Regions from separate parts of the Zea mays genome. Here regions 1 and 3 are each linked to region 2. Evidence: chromatin contacts called from public Hi-C data. All regions are on one chromosome and are shown on one strand. Each heading gives the region's core, a stretch centred on a gene start, on an enhancer-like site or on the middle of the called end of the contact. The rest is flanking DNA. Distances are from core to core; before and after follow the strand shown. Region 1 holds the start of LOC100281613 (serine carboxypeptidase). Region 2 has its middle 120 kb from the start of LOC100274637. Region 3 has its middle 43 kb from the start of LOC118476007.

Evidence for each region. Hi-C and Micro-C count contacts between places; a contact is called where the count stands out from the background.
Region 1: a Hi-C map of leaf shows a contact between it and region 2, with 4 times the contacts expected there. The contact joins the promoter of LOC100281613 here to the enhancer-like site in region 2. A contact is called at or near these places in 5 of 25 Hi-C or Micro-C datasets (ear, endosperm, leaf and 1 more).
Region 3: a Hi-C map of tassel shows a contact between it and region 2, with 3 times the contacts expected there. The contact joins two enhancer-like sites. A contact is called at or near these places in 2 of 25 Hi-C or Micro-C datasets (ear and tassel).

Annotation. Positions count from the first base shown.
Region 1 is chr1:67,223,201-67,227,874 of Zm-B73-REFERENCE-NAM-5.0, forward strand. It overlaps LOC100281613 (serine carboxypeptidase), which reads left to right and starts at 1,424. Exons shown (of 8, transcript NM_001370723.1): 1 at 1,424-1,999; 2 at 3,731-3,835; 3 at 3,911-4,185; 4 at 4,294-4,542; 5 at 4,609-4,674. The coding sequence starts at 1,600. It overlaps LOC118476009 (a long non-coding RNA gene), which reads right to left. Exons shown (of 7, transcript XR_004855261.1): 3 at 4,252-4,674; 4 at 3,879-4,131; 5 at 1,478-3,804; 6 at 1,274-1,387; 7 at 452-1,137.
Region 2 is chr1:66,985,470-66,990,458 of Zm-B73-REFERENCE-NAM-5.0, forward strand. No RefSeq gene overlaps it. Among protein-coding and RNA genes, the nearest start is that of LOC100274637, 120 kb to the left of the region's middle. Within about 2 kb of position 1,327, at least 17 of the 20 cell types and tissues checked have an H3K27ac peak or open chromatin away from gene starts, as enhancers often do. A contact at or near this core is called in ear, endosperm, leaf and 1 more, where this site is marked.
Region 3 is chr1:67,132,249-67,136,821 of Zm-B73-REFERENCE-NAM-5.0, forward strand. No RefSeq gene overlaps it. Among protein-coding and RNA genes, the nearest start is that of LOC118476007, 43 kb to the right of the region's middle. Within about 2 kb of position 2,878, at least 16 of the 20 cell types and tissues checked have an H3K27ac peak or open chromatin away from gene starts, as enhancers often do. A contact at or near this core is called in ear and tassel, where this site is marked.

The sequences.
Region 1 (4,674 bases), core at 174-2,673, 240 kb after region 2:
TTACTCTCACAGGCTGACAGACTAGGAATTGGCGTGCAGACCAAAATTAGTGGTTTAGGAATTATTAATCTGAAAGCACACAATGAAACACTGCTGATGAAAAGTCTGCACAAACTCTTTAACATATTACAGCTACCGTGGGCCAACCTGATTTGGAGTAACCATTATAATCGTGGACAGGTTCCTTCGGCCAAAAAAGTGGGATCTTTCTGGTGGAATGATACGTTAAAAACCTTAAACACATATAAGGGCTTCTCTCGATTTACTATAGAAGATGGTCGTTCAGTCCAACTTTGGGATGATCCTTGGGGCACAGAGGTTCTCTCTGCTACCTATCTTAAACTATTTTCCTATGCCCTTAACAAAGACATCATCGTGCTACAAGCCAAACTGACCGATCCTACCTATGTCATTCGAAGCATATGGCCAGTTGAAAGGGAAATGGCCTTGAACCATTTTATATATTGATTTGTGGTGCTTAATGATCATCACAACCATTCGAACTAACTAGTTTGACTAGTATTTGATTTACATGTTCATAAGTTCAACAGTTCAATTTCTAAGTCAGAATCAATTCAAATCCAACCAAAAAGAGGTAAAACTTGGAATAGATGAACTAGCAATAGTTCTATAAATTAGATAAGTTCTAAATACCCCTAAGAAACTATTTGTCTCCGCTAAAAGGTTAGGTAGCTCAGGATCAACAATTCACACGTTTGGAGGTGATCCCCGGCTGGCCAGACATCCCCTACATGAGTAGCAGCAGCCAGCAGGCAGAGGCCGGGATACGTGCATCCGAAACTGACAGATCTCTGATGTAGCATGCCACAACTTACCAACAGTTCAATAGCCTGCTATCCGTGATTCGGTGGCCGATTAAAAAAGCCTTTCCCAATCCCATTGACGCCTGGTACAAGCTGTTGCTGAATTTGCTGCTCAGATCTCAAAAAACTGTTCAGATTATAACGTCACAGCACTGCTTCGTAGAACGAGAATATTTATGTACGCTTTCAACTGGCAGAGCTTCGCTCAGCAAGAATCCATCTTGCCAAAAGAATAACAGTCACCGTGCACTCAGAAAGATGAACCATGTACAGAACAAGTGCACTGTTATGTAGACCCCATCGGACAATAAAGCTGGAAAATACGTATTCGGGTCACGCAGCATGAAGTATCTTTCTATTTTTTATCCTATAATAATAGCAGCACGAATGGATGCCTCTTGGAACCTGTGATGCCAGACCGAGCGGGAGAAAAGAATGGAACAAGATACCTGACGCTGATGCAAGGCCAATCGCTCTTCTGGTTCATGTGCTCTTTAATTGACGATACAGATTCCGGCCATTTCAATCGCTATACATGGTCACTTCATCTTGCTTGAACGATGCTGCAGAACATATGAACAGAGAAGTTTTAAGTGCTAGGAAATACTCTTAAGAACGATGACGCAGAGCTAGTAATGGGGTTACATACGAACCGAAATCAGAAGAGATGCATTTGTCGTCCATTTCTAATCAAAGAACCCAGCGAGATAGATATCATATATAAGGAACCTCGAAACCCACCCAGAGTAGGCCAGACAAACAGCACCACCAGAACATGCAAAATCCTCGCCACAGGCGTTCTCCTCTGGTCTCCAAGATCAGAAGAGATGCATTTGTCATCCACTTGCTCTGCCTAGTGCTCACACAAACGTCGCTTGCTGATGAGGCTGGCCGGTTGCAGGAGTTCTCAAGGTCAAGAATGGAAATGCGACATGACAGTCTAGACAGTGAAATGTGGAGCATGGATCAGCCAGTTTATGTGGGTCTGCAAGATGGGCTGAAGAAGGCTGACAAGATCAGTGAGCTTCCTGGGCAGCCGGGGAAGGCCACCTTTGATCAGTATGCCGGCTATGTCACGGTCGATGAGACGTCTGGAAAGGCCCTCTTTTACTACTTCGTAGAGGCTGCTGCTGAAGATCCATCTACCAAGCCATTGGTCCTGTGGCTCAATGGAGGTAAGGAGCCTACTAACCATCACACAAGTGCGCTTCTATACTCTGCTTGCCTGCTGTTTTATTTGATCTTGTTAGTCTACCAAAAAGGGATGGGAACATAGTTGCCCTGACCATCCATTTGATACAAGCATGGTTTCATGGTTCAAAACTGAAAAACAGTTGGAACTTACTACAGATCAGCACCAGATACTAGTTTTTTTTTCTCTCTCTCCTGCTAGTGTCCTAGCAAATACAAAACATCCACAGTCATTTATTGGAAGAATTTATTGTTGATTGCATTAGTTGCTTGCCCAAGAGGGACGGAAAGGAAAACGGAAGCTGATAGTCCATACCTACTATCAGCCTTAGTGTGTTGAAGTGGAAAAGGAGCTGGCTATTATTTGCTTATATAAACAGGGCACAATTCTACAGATTGTTAGGCCAACTGACCTAAGTACATACTTTGTAGACCCCACAACAGGCTTTACATTTTAGACTCTCCTGACTCCCAACCAGTAAAATCTTAAATGATATAGTACGTATATGACTAATTTGGTACCAGAGTATCAACAACCCATAACCTTCATTGAAGTTCTGTATTGTGCAATGCCTGATTTTCAATCCTTGCATAAACTCAGGCCATTGTTCAATCATAAGCATCTTCTTTATTTTCCTGTTTTCTGATAACAGAATTGCACAAATATATTGGAACATAATTTTCATCATCTGAATATCACTGATAAGGATAATGCGGCATGGCAATTAAATGGAGAGGATAAAAGGTATTTTAAATAGTTCAAGAATACTAGTACAGATGAACTATAATCCTTTAATATCTAGGAAATGATACAACAGAAGCTTGATCAAAAGGAAGTTATCAAGGCAGGCTGTGTCCAGGGTAAAATTTGACAGTTCCTAGTACCAAGCCTGATGAACAGTTATCAACATCTCAACTACTCAACCATAGAAGCTTCCAATTAATCAAATTATGAACTTGAATCAGTGAGAAAACGATGTAAACATTTCAGTATAATAAGGTAGGCAAATCTATGATATTTTTAACATCTTGCCTCTGTTGAAGAAAAATAAGCATACCAAAAAACGGTGAAGATTTGTCAAAATTTTCTTTTGATTACATACAGTTTCCCTTCCAGCGACATGAAAGGGAACAACGACAATAGAAAAGCAGAGGAAAGGAGGAAGGTAATCAGGAAACATGCAAGATTAGAACATAGAGAGGAGATAATATTGTGAGATCTCCAACGGTGGCTCAGAGAGATGGCAGAGGCATCAGGTAGGAGAAAAGATAACCGCACAACGAGTGGGAGTGCAAAGTGGATGAAATCTTTCTAAAGCTAAGGCAACCAAATATCTGTCCATCTAAACTTGATCTGGTCCTGGTGGCACTCTCCCTAGCATCCCTTTCAGTCTGCTTTATGTTTTTAGTAAACGCTAAGACATCCAGGACATGTTCCTGTGCTGCTTGCCTAAAGTGGAAGGTTGAGGATTATTCTTCCTAATTGGATAACAGAGTGTTTTATCTGTAACAGATCTGTCACACTAAATGCTAAGAGTTACTCCATTAGTATGTATATTTCATACTTGGGCTCCTAGGCTGCTGGTCTTAAGTAATCACAAGTTACCCTTCCGTTAGCAAATTTAGCAGATATGTCCCTGAAAAAACCATATGGCTGACAATTTTATCGTGGGACATTCTTTACAATTAAAAAAAAGGTTACCGTGAAATTTCAGGGCCCGGTTGCTCTTCTCTGGGAGGAGCTATGCATGAAATTGGGCCATTCTTCGTCAACAGAGATAACAAGACACTGTCCAAAAACAAATATGCATGGAACAGTGGTATGTTGATTGCAGTTATTTATGACAATTGCACTTAGAATACCTCCGTGTTGACTGATAATTTCTTGATGGCAGTGGCAAACATGCTCTTCCTTGAGAGCCCTGCTGGTGTTGGCTTCTCATACTCGAACAGAACATCAGATTACAACAACACTGGTGACAGGAGCACTGCAGCAGATGCATATACTTTCCTCGTCAATTGGCTTGAGAGGTTCCCAGAGTACAAGGGCCACAGCTTCTTTTTAACGGGTGAAAGTTATGGCGGACACTACATACCACAGCTCGCCAACACTATTCTGTCAAATAACAAAATCATAAACACCACTATGATCAATCTCCAAGGAGTTGCTGTAAGTTTTGTGACAATAACATTCAGTAGCTTGTAATGCTTCAAAGGATATTGAGTCAGTGTATACCATATTACATTCTGGGCTTCTGGCATTTACTTGTTGGAACAGATTGGGAATGCATACCTGGATGATGACACAAACACAAGAGCAATCATCGATTACTACTGGACACATGCTATGATCTCCAAAGAAACTCACACTGCAGTCCAGGAAAATTGCGGCTTTAATGGAACATACACAGGACTCTGTAGAACCGCGATAGAAGAAGCCAACAATGAGAAGGGCCTCATCGATGAATCCAACATCTATGCACCGTTCTGCTGGAATGCTTCTGATCCCCAAAAGCAGCATGCCTCGGTATAAATGTTCTCACAGATTTTAAACAAGTTCAACATCTCCATAACTCACAGTATAGTGTTGCAGGTAACCAACAATGACCCCTGTGCCAGTTACTATATGCGGTCATATCTGAACCGCCAAGAGGTGCAG
Region 2 (4,989 bases), core at 77-2,576:
GTACAAATTGTATTTTCCCGAGTAGTCTTTTGGCTGGCCCAACGGGCCACCGGAGGTTCTTACATTGGTTTCGCGTTTCCGCAGGCACAGCTATGCTCGCACCGTACGTGTGTGAATGGCTAGGATGGCCGCTGGGAACGAGCTCACCAATTACACGAGCTGAAGAGAGAGACTCGGCTGACGAGCCACACTCTAATATATATAATTATATTATATAGTAAATTATTAGTATATAAATATATAGACATCATTTATCATTACAAGTAATCTAAATTATAAATTGTTATATATTTCCTTCAATGTCCTATTAATTGTCGTTTTGGATAAAATTTAGGTCAAACTTTTAAAATTTTGACTACAAATAACTATTTTGTTATTTAGTTTTAAAACCTAATATTTATATGCACTGATTTGTCTTAAAAGTATTTTTATAAAAAAATATAGATGTATTAAGACTTTATTTGTATTTTAACAGAAAAACATTGGTCAAATCTATATTTTAGAGAATATCGTTGTCATAAACGACAATTAATAAGACATCGGAGAGAGTATCTATTATGAAACGCTTAGAAACAAAATAATTATCTATAAAATTATACAATATCCATTATTATTTTATATATTAAGTAATTTGGTATAGCTCACGAGCCGGAACGAGACAGCTCCGCTCGCTATGACAACGAGTCCAAAAGAATAGCTCAGCTCGGCTCGCGAGGCACTCCGAGCTCGAGCCAACTCACGCTCGAACGGCGACGGTGCATGTATGGCACAAAGGTTGGTGACGAGACGAGTTCCCGAAACGCCGCTCTGGATCCGGTCAAAGAAAGAAAGCCCGCAAGCAGCCATGCAGATCTGCACCGCATGCAGATCTCCGGCCTGCATGGCATGACGGCGATTCCGCTTTCCCGCGTCGGTTTCTTCCTCGCTGTTTCTTCTGCCAGTGCGAGCTAGTAGTAGAGTAGCGGGAGGGACCAAGCGGCGGAGAAAACAAAATCTACGGTGGAAGCATGTGCATGGATAGCTAGTAGATACACAGATGGCTGGTCCGCCCGCCCCTACGTATCGCACGCCGATGCAAAGTATACATCGACGCGAATCGCGATGATGCTCTACGGCCGATCTTCGCCGCCGGTTGGTCATGGTCTCTGGTCGTCGTCGCGGCATGGCAAAGCGGCATCTAGTTCCCGAGCCGAGCTAGCTAGCGTCTGCATCTACCTTTCCAACGAACGCACCTTAAAAACATGTGCGCAATGAATGCCCCGTCGTCTACCGGTGCCGACTGTGCGCACGCCGAACAAGCAAGGCCTCAAAGTGAAAGAATCGGGAAAAGCACACCAGGTTCAGATCACACTCTCTCTGCCACCTCACACACACACAGATTCCTGCTCCAACCCTACTACCATGCATGCGGCACGCTTGCCGCCCCAACCAAGCAACGTTGCCACGGAAGCGTGCGTGCGTGCGTGCGCGCGCGCGGTTGCGTTCCACCAGTTGCTGGTCAAACCAAGCAAGCATATCGCGCCCACCGCGCGCCACCGGCCGGCAGTCGAATGTTCCCGGGCTGTCCTGTCCCTGCCTGACGGGTGACGACCGACCAGAGAGATGCCGCAACGCAAGCGCGCGTGCGCCTTTCCTTACGACGTCGTCGTCCATATGCCATGCGGTGCCTGTCCGCATCCGCATGCCTGCCTGCCCTAGCAGATTCCAGGCCGTCAGCTAGAGATCAGGGCTAAGCAGTCGCATCCCATCGCGTGCATGCGCTTGCTCTTCAGGCGTCATCAGCGCTCCACAACAATGTCGCTTGCATCGCCAAGAAACTGGAACCACCCTTCACCACCAGCAGGATGATGCCGATATTATGTTCAAACTAAACTATAGCTGCAAAACCAGCCTTCGTTCATCAGGAACACAACAATTGAAACAAGCAAACTGCCACTACAAGAATTCTACTGATCCCCGTCGGCCAGGGTAATTCCCGTCGGCTTTCGCTCTGGCCGACGGGAATAGACTAATTGTCGTCGGCCACAAAATAGCCGACGGGCATTATATTTATTCCCGTCGGCCACATCCCAAGCCGACGGGGATTAGTTAATCCCCGTCGGCCCTGTGTTCTGGCCGACGGGGATTAATCTTTTTAGAGCCCAACCGCGGACGCGCGGGCTCATTCTTCTTCGTTCAATCAAACCGCCCCTGCCCTGCCGGAGCGCCGCCGCCCCTGCCCTGCCGGAGCGCCGCCGCCCCTGCCCGCCCGCCGCCCTGCCCAACTGCCGCCCTGCCGGAGGCCGCCCCCGAGCCGCCCCGCCCGAGGCCGCCGTCGAGGGGCCCGACGCCCGCACGCCAAGCCGCCGTCGAAGCCGCCCCCTCCCCGCCCGAGGCCGCCGTCGAGGCCGCCCCCGGCCCGCGCCACGCCGCCGCCTAGCCACGCCGCCGCCCCGGCCCGCGCTGCGCCGCCGCCCCTGCCCGACGCCCTGCGCGCCTAGCCGCGCCGCCGCCCCTGCCCGAGCTGCGCCGCCGCTGCCCCACGCGGCCACCGCCCCCGGCCGAGCGCGCGACGCCGCCCCGACCCGCACCCCCGCCTCGAGCGTCCCCACACCGCCCCCGGCCCACCCGAGCTGCGTCGCCCCTAGCCCCCGTCGTCCGCCGTCCGCCCTCAACAAGTCGCCGCCGTCCACAAGCGTCGCCGTCCCTAGCCCACCGTCGTCCGCCGTCCGCCAGTGCCTCGACGCACCGGTCAACCACCGAAACCGAGGGCTCGCCATCCGGTCCGCGTTCAAGTTCGAGTCGTCGAGGTATAATCTTATTTCTAAATGTGAATTAATATGTGATTATTTTCGTCGGTTTTTTGTGGCCGACGGGAGTTATGCATTATACTTGCTAGTTTTAATATTATGTGTGGCTTGATGTTAGGTAAATATTAATTCTATTATTATAGTTGATTTAACAAATGATTTATGTTTTAATTTTCGTCGGTTTTTATGGCCGACGGGAGTTAGCTGTAATGCGATTATAATTTGTTTAATATTGTTATTTGTTAGTATGGTTTGACCTAATATTATTTGATGTATGATATTTGTTATTTATAACTTGATTTTGTAAATATGATATGATGTATTTGATGTTATTATTTAATGAAATTGATGTTATGCAAGCATTAATCAATTTGATAGATTTGATGTTATAGGTAATGAATTTGATGTTCTGCAATTATAATTTAATTTGATGGATTGGATGTTTGCAAATATTGTTAATTGATGAATATCATGTTAATTTGATGTTATTTATGTGTATATATAGTTATTTATGTATATATATAGTTTTATATACTACTTACCTATAGATGTATATATGTGTGACGTGTAGAAACATGATTGTCTCACACGCACTCTTTACTCGTACACACAGCCGCAATAATGGGTGATAGACGTGATTGGATGTATGAAGGTTTCAAGAAGGGTGGATGTCACACAAGTGAATGGTTTGCCAAGACGCAGATGTTTCTGGACCATGCAACTGCTTTGTCACAAATAGATAATATTAGGTGTCCATGCAATAAATGTAGAAATATGACGAGCCACACCAAGAGGCAGGTCACACTACACCTGTGTTCGCATGGTTTCGTGCCAGGCTATAAGGTCTGGTATCTCCATGGTGAAGATGTTGAACGAGCAGTAGAAGTAGAAGTTGATGACGGTGAAGATGATGTTGATAGGATGGACCAAATGCTTGAGGATCTGCAGCCTGAACTGGCACCAGATCATCATGATTCACCTACACCGGAGGTTCAGAAGTTCTTCGACCTTCTCAAAGCGTCAGAAGAGCCTCTTCACGGGCACACTGACGTGACCGTACTGGAATTCGTGACCCGGCTGATGTCAATCAAGTCCAAGTTTGCATTCTCAATTAATTGTTACAAGGAGCTTGTGGATTTGATTAGCGAGGTTCTTCCTACGGGTCACAAGATGCCCAAAGACATGTACCAGTCCAAGAAATTGCTTGAAGGTCTTGGTATGGAGTATGAGAAGATTGATGTTTGCCAAGACAACTGTATGCTTTTTTGGAAGGAACATGACAGAGAACAGAAATGCTTAAAATGTGGGAAGTCGAGGTACGTGGAGCTTGTAAATGAAGATGGGGAGAAGGTGGTGACAAAGGTTGCACATAAACAGCTTCGGTACATGCCTCTCACTCCTAGAGTGAAACGTTTGTTTCTCTCGAGGAAGACCGCTATGCACATGAGGTGGCATAAAGATTGTACGGACAGACAAGATGGGTTAATGGTGCACCCGTCAGATGGTGATGCATGGAAGGCTCTTGACAAATTTGATCCAGATTTTGCCAGCGATGCAAGAAACGTTCGTATCGGCTTGGCAACTGATGGTTTCACGCCGTTCAATATGACCGCTGCGTCGTATTCATGTTGGCCTGTCATTGCCATACCGTACAACCTTCCACCTGCTCTTTGCATGAAATATGAGTTTATGTTCCTATGTCTTGTTATACCTGGGCCTGAGCATCCTGGCGTACGCCTCAATGTGATGCTTCAACCACTGATTGAAGAGTTAAAGAAGCTATGGCAAGGTGTGGAAGCCTATGACTGCTTCAAGAAGCAGAAATTCAATCTTCGTGTTGCATATCTGTTCTCGGTTCATGATTTTATGGCGTATGGTATTTTCTCTGGATGGAGCGTGCATGGTAGATTGACGTGTCCTTATTGTGCTAAAGATACAGATTGTTTTCGTCTTAGTGCTGGTGGCAAGATATGTTACTTTGATTGTCATAGATGTTTTCTACCCTTCAATCACCCCTTCAGAAGGCAGAGAAAGGAATTTAGGAAGGGCACCATCGTCACGAAGGGACCGCCCAAGCGACGTAGTGGGATAGAAATTATAGAAGAGCATATGAAACTTGTCCTAGACGAGAGTGGGAAAAGGTATCAAGGTTTTGGTGAGGAGCATAACTGGACTCACATATGTGGCTTGTGGGAGCTTC
Region 3 (4,573 bases), core at 1,628-4,127, 150 kb after region 2:
CGTGCATTCTTTTACCACTCCTAGCTAGTGTCGTGTCGATCTGGCGCGTAGAGAGTTGGACAAAGTCGACCGTGTACGTATTCTTGTACGTACACGCCGGCCAAAGTTTCAACCCCCCCCCCCCCCCCCCCTCTTTCACACACACACTAACGCGAGAATTAAGTCCAAAAGCGATCGATCAAATGCGATGAAAAAAATGATAAGCAAAGTAGGCAGGAATAAATCATTACTAGAGACGCTCTCTTTACCGAGTGCCACATACACTTGCCAAACCCCTCAAATGCACTCGACAAGTGTTTGCCGAGTGCCTCGGTAAACAAAACATCGACAACGGTCCTTTTGCCGAGTATTTTTTATCGAGCACTCGGTAAATATTTTGCCGAGTGCCAAGTGCCAACCAATACTCGACAAAGTAAAGCTCATGTGGGTCTGATGCGCAGTAACTTTGCCGAGTACATTGACTATAGCATGCGGCAAAGAAAGTTTCCCAGAGTCTAGTTGTGCATCCTTTGCCGAGTGCTATGGTCATGACACTCAGCAAAGACCCACTTTGCCGAGTGGCCAGAGATCCATTTTGTATTTGATTTCATTATTCCATCCGGATATACATCACAGTTCAACATAGTTGTCTTCCTAAAAAATCTAACAAATCTACGATTATGAGCACGATTAATATACTTCAGGAAAGCATCAGTAGATCCATGCTATAGAGGAAGATCATCCCTATCTATGAATTGACATAGTTCAACATAGGCAACAATAGTAGAATACTCCTAGCGAACAAGAGAGCCATCTGAATTGAACTTAAGAATATAGTATATTATGTCATCCCATTCCTTTTCTTTCTTGCATTTGTAATTCTCTTGGTGCTAGAGCAAGTGCGTAGTAGCATAATTAAATCTAGCACTCCATGTGCTCTTGCAATGATGGAATACGACAACATATATGACCAACTTACCATCTGCCATTTGTGTAAGCTCCTCAAAGTCAAGCCAGACGGTAGACGTAGTAGGCCTCTTCGTTGATATGATGTTGCTTCTTGTGGTTGTTGACCTCATGGAGCTTGTACCAACCTTTGCATGTGACGTAGCATCAAGGTCGATAGAGTTGTTGTGCTACTACTAAACATGGCCCCTAGGCATTCAACTCCTCATTATGGGTGTAGAGAAAAAACTCCTCTTGCTCATTAGACGGATCAAGGTCCTTGACTTCAACCATGGCCAACTTTCGCTCGTGCTTCTAACTCCTCAATAGTTCGTGACACTAGCATCGGCCAATGCGATATCCTGGCCCGGATTGATTTTGTGATATCTTAGCCCAAGACTTAATAGGATTGATATAATACTCATACCAACAAGGTGCATCTTCTTTTTTTGAAAGCCTATCTAGAAAGAACATCTAGGTTAAGCGTACTTGACCTAGAGCAATCTTGGGATGGGTGATCGACCGGAAAGTCTTCTCGGGTGCGCACGAGTGAGGACAAAGTGCGTATAAAAGACTCGTGTTGGTCTGTGAGGATGTTCTATGATCCTAGAGGGCTCCTATGATAAGTACCGCCAGTACAAGAGTGGATGGAGTGTTACAAATTGTATCAGAGCCGACCCTCATGGTTTCACAGGCATATGTGGGCTAGGGGTTCGGGCATTTGGTGCATGATGTATGTGGGGCCCAGAGTGGTCACATGGCATGGCATATGATGACACTAGACATAGACGTGGCCAAGAGGGCAGTTTCTTGGCTTGGCATTAACCGACAAGTACATCAATCTTCTAAGGGGGGGTAGGATTGCGATATCCTGGCCTGGATTGATTATGCGATAACTTGGCCCAAGTCTTAATAGTATTGATAGAATACTCATACCAATAAGGTGCATTTTTTAGATGCCTATCTCGAAAGAACCTCTAGGTTAAGAGTACTTTGCCTAGAGCAATCTTGGGATGGGTGACCGACCGAGAAGTATTCTCGGGTGCACATGAATAACGGCAAGGTGCGCACAAAAGACTCGTGTTGGTCTATGAGGATGATCTATTATTCTAGAGGGCTGTTATGAGTACCGCCAGTCTGAGAGTGGATGGGGTGTTATAGCCAACAAACTACAACCCTGGTTCAAAAAACATAGTGTTAGATAGTCTAGATCTAGATATAGAGGATGAAGACACAAAAAAGCAGGAAGGAGGATACTTCACTTGTGTAGCCGGAGCACTAGAGTCATCGACGAAGAACAACAGAGAATCCAGCCTAGGATGAGGAAAGGGGATTAGGGTTACAGTTACGGTGCCACAGATCGAGGAGAGGAGTAAGAGTTAGTTGATAAGGTCAAGGAGAAGCGAGGTTAGATGTGTGGCTATGGCATCCACAACATTATCGCTAGGGATGGAAGGGGCGATGCAGCGAGTGAGAGAGAAAAATGGGGTCGAAGGACACGATGGGTGGGGGAGGGAAAGCTAATGGCTAAGGTTAAACAGGGGGTCAAAAGTTTGGGTTTTTATAGGCGAATGATACATGGCTAAGGTCGTGTCAGACATTAGAATAATGACCGTGCCCGTGCCTCACACAATGGGTCAAATGCTTCATACTTAGGACGGCACGAGCATAGTGTCCACCATATCCCGCATCAAAACTAAGTCGGGTCAGGAATCGTATAATTGGTCCCTACTATTTGGATATCTATAATTTAGAATGTAAATGGAAAATATACTCATCCGTCCAGAAGCTTTTTTGTTGTTGTTGTAGTAGTTAATGACATCATTAGAGACTTTCACTATAGTTCTAACGGTCTGACATTGAATTTTTAATAATACTACTATATACAGTACTATTGTCATACTATTCCGCTACATATCTTTCGTGTCCCATCCCGGCCATCGAGATGCAGTACGCATGCTGTCCAGAATCTTACAGGCAAAGGTACAATAGTGTCCAGTCCACGCCCATCTGTGTCGCTCTTTAAATTGTATCGGAGTATTCATTTTCGATATATATATATATATATATATATATATATATATATATATATATATATATATATAATGTATATAAGTCCATTAAACGTAAGGTCGTCTCGAAAACAGATTTAAAAGGAGAAAACTTTTCTCTATTTTTCTGCAAAAATAAATTGGGCGGATGTAGAACAGTAAGTCAGTAAGGCCGTCTCGAAGACGGACTCCAGATTACAAAACCACAGCGGACGCAGGCAGGCAGAAGGAAGTTGCGAGGCTGCTTCGACGGCTAGCTGTCCTGTCCACCAGCGCAGGTGCGCGGCACTGGGTCTGGTCTGGGTCCCCGACAGAGTTGAGTCATGCAGATGCAGCGGCGGCAACCTTTCTCGCCGCCAGAGTCAAAGTCAGGCACAGAAGACTTCTTCTCTCCCACGCCAGATCGCAGAGCCAAGAAAAAAACAAAAAAATAAAAGAATAAAATAGGATCCTACCGTGGAATACTGTGACAGAATCAGCACAGTAGCGTCACATGCGATTGATGAATGAATATAGTTCGCATCACCATGCACGCTGCAGGTCTAAAGTTTGAGGCACGCACAGTCGCACACACCGGCCGGACTTGTCTGCATATACGTACAATTATGCGTCCATAAAGCTAACCTAAGGAGTACTAGCTAGCGTGAAGTTGCTAGTACATTATGATGCTGATGCTGATCTGGGGGAGTAGCCTAGAAACTGTGACTTTGACGGTCCAGCTCCATTAATTATGGAATCTTCCAAGGGGCGTGCATTTCAATAATGTTACATTACATGCGTCGTCCGTGAAAGTCGGCAGCGTTCCAGATTCTGGAATGGATCTTCCCCTCCCTCTACAAGCAAAGCAAGCAATCGGAATAGATTCATCACCTTATCAGACCTTGCATTGTTTTGTTTGAATATTATTGGATTTACCTTAATTCATATTTATTTGGATACATTTTAGTTTAAGTTTCATCCTAATCCATCTCAACATATATAGAATGGTATCAATAATCCGATAAACAAGACCTTATGAACCAAGGCAATGCTGCCTAGAAGCCACTACTACCAGGCCAGGTCTTTGTGTCTATAATAATGACATGTGGGTTTAAAGCCGTGTGCTATATGGAAGATATACATACACCCTCTTTGGTACCCAAAAAAAAAGTAGCGGTCCTCAAACTTGGCACGTTGTGTTATTTGGATCCTCAAACTCAGAAAACTAGGAAAAAAATATAATGGAGGGAGTTACATTTTTACATCGGACAATTCATGAATGAATTATACAATACTCTCTCGTCTCAAAATAGTAGTTGTTTTAGCTCTTGATTTTTATGTCTATATTCAAATAGATGAAGATGAACCTAGACACACATATAAAATATATACATAAAGTATTGTATGAACCTATTAATTAACTAAAATAAATTTTAATTTGGGACGGAGGGAGTAATTCTTTGGTCTCAAACTAGATTGTGAGAAGGCTCATGATGATGTTAACTAATCTGATTATGTGCGAATGTATTGAGATGGATATTGGGAAATTAAGCCTACGGGGTTGAAGTAAATGATGAGATAGTTCATTATTTTCAGACTCACAAAAGGTTACGACAAGG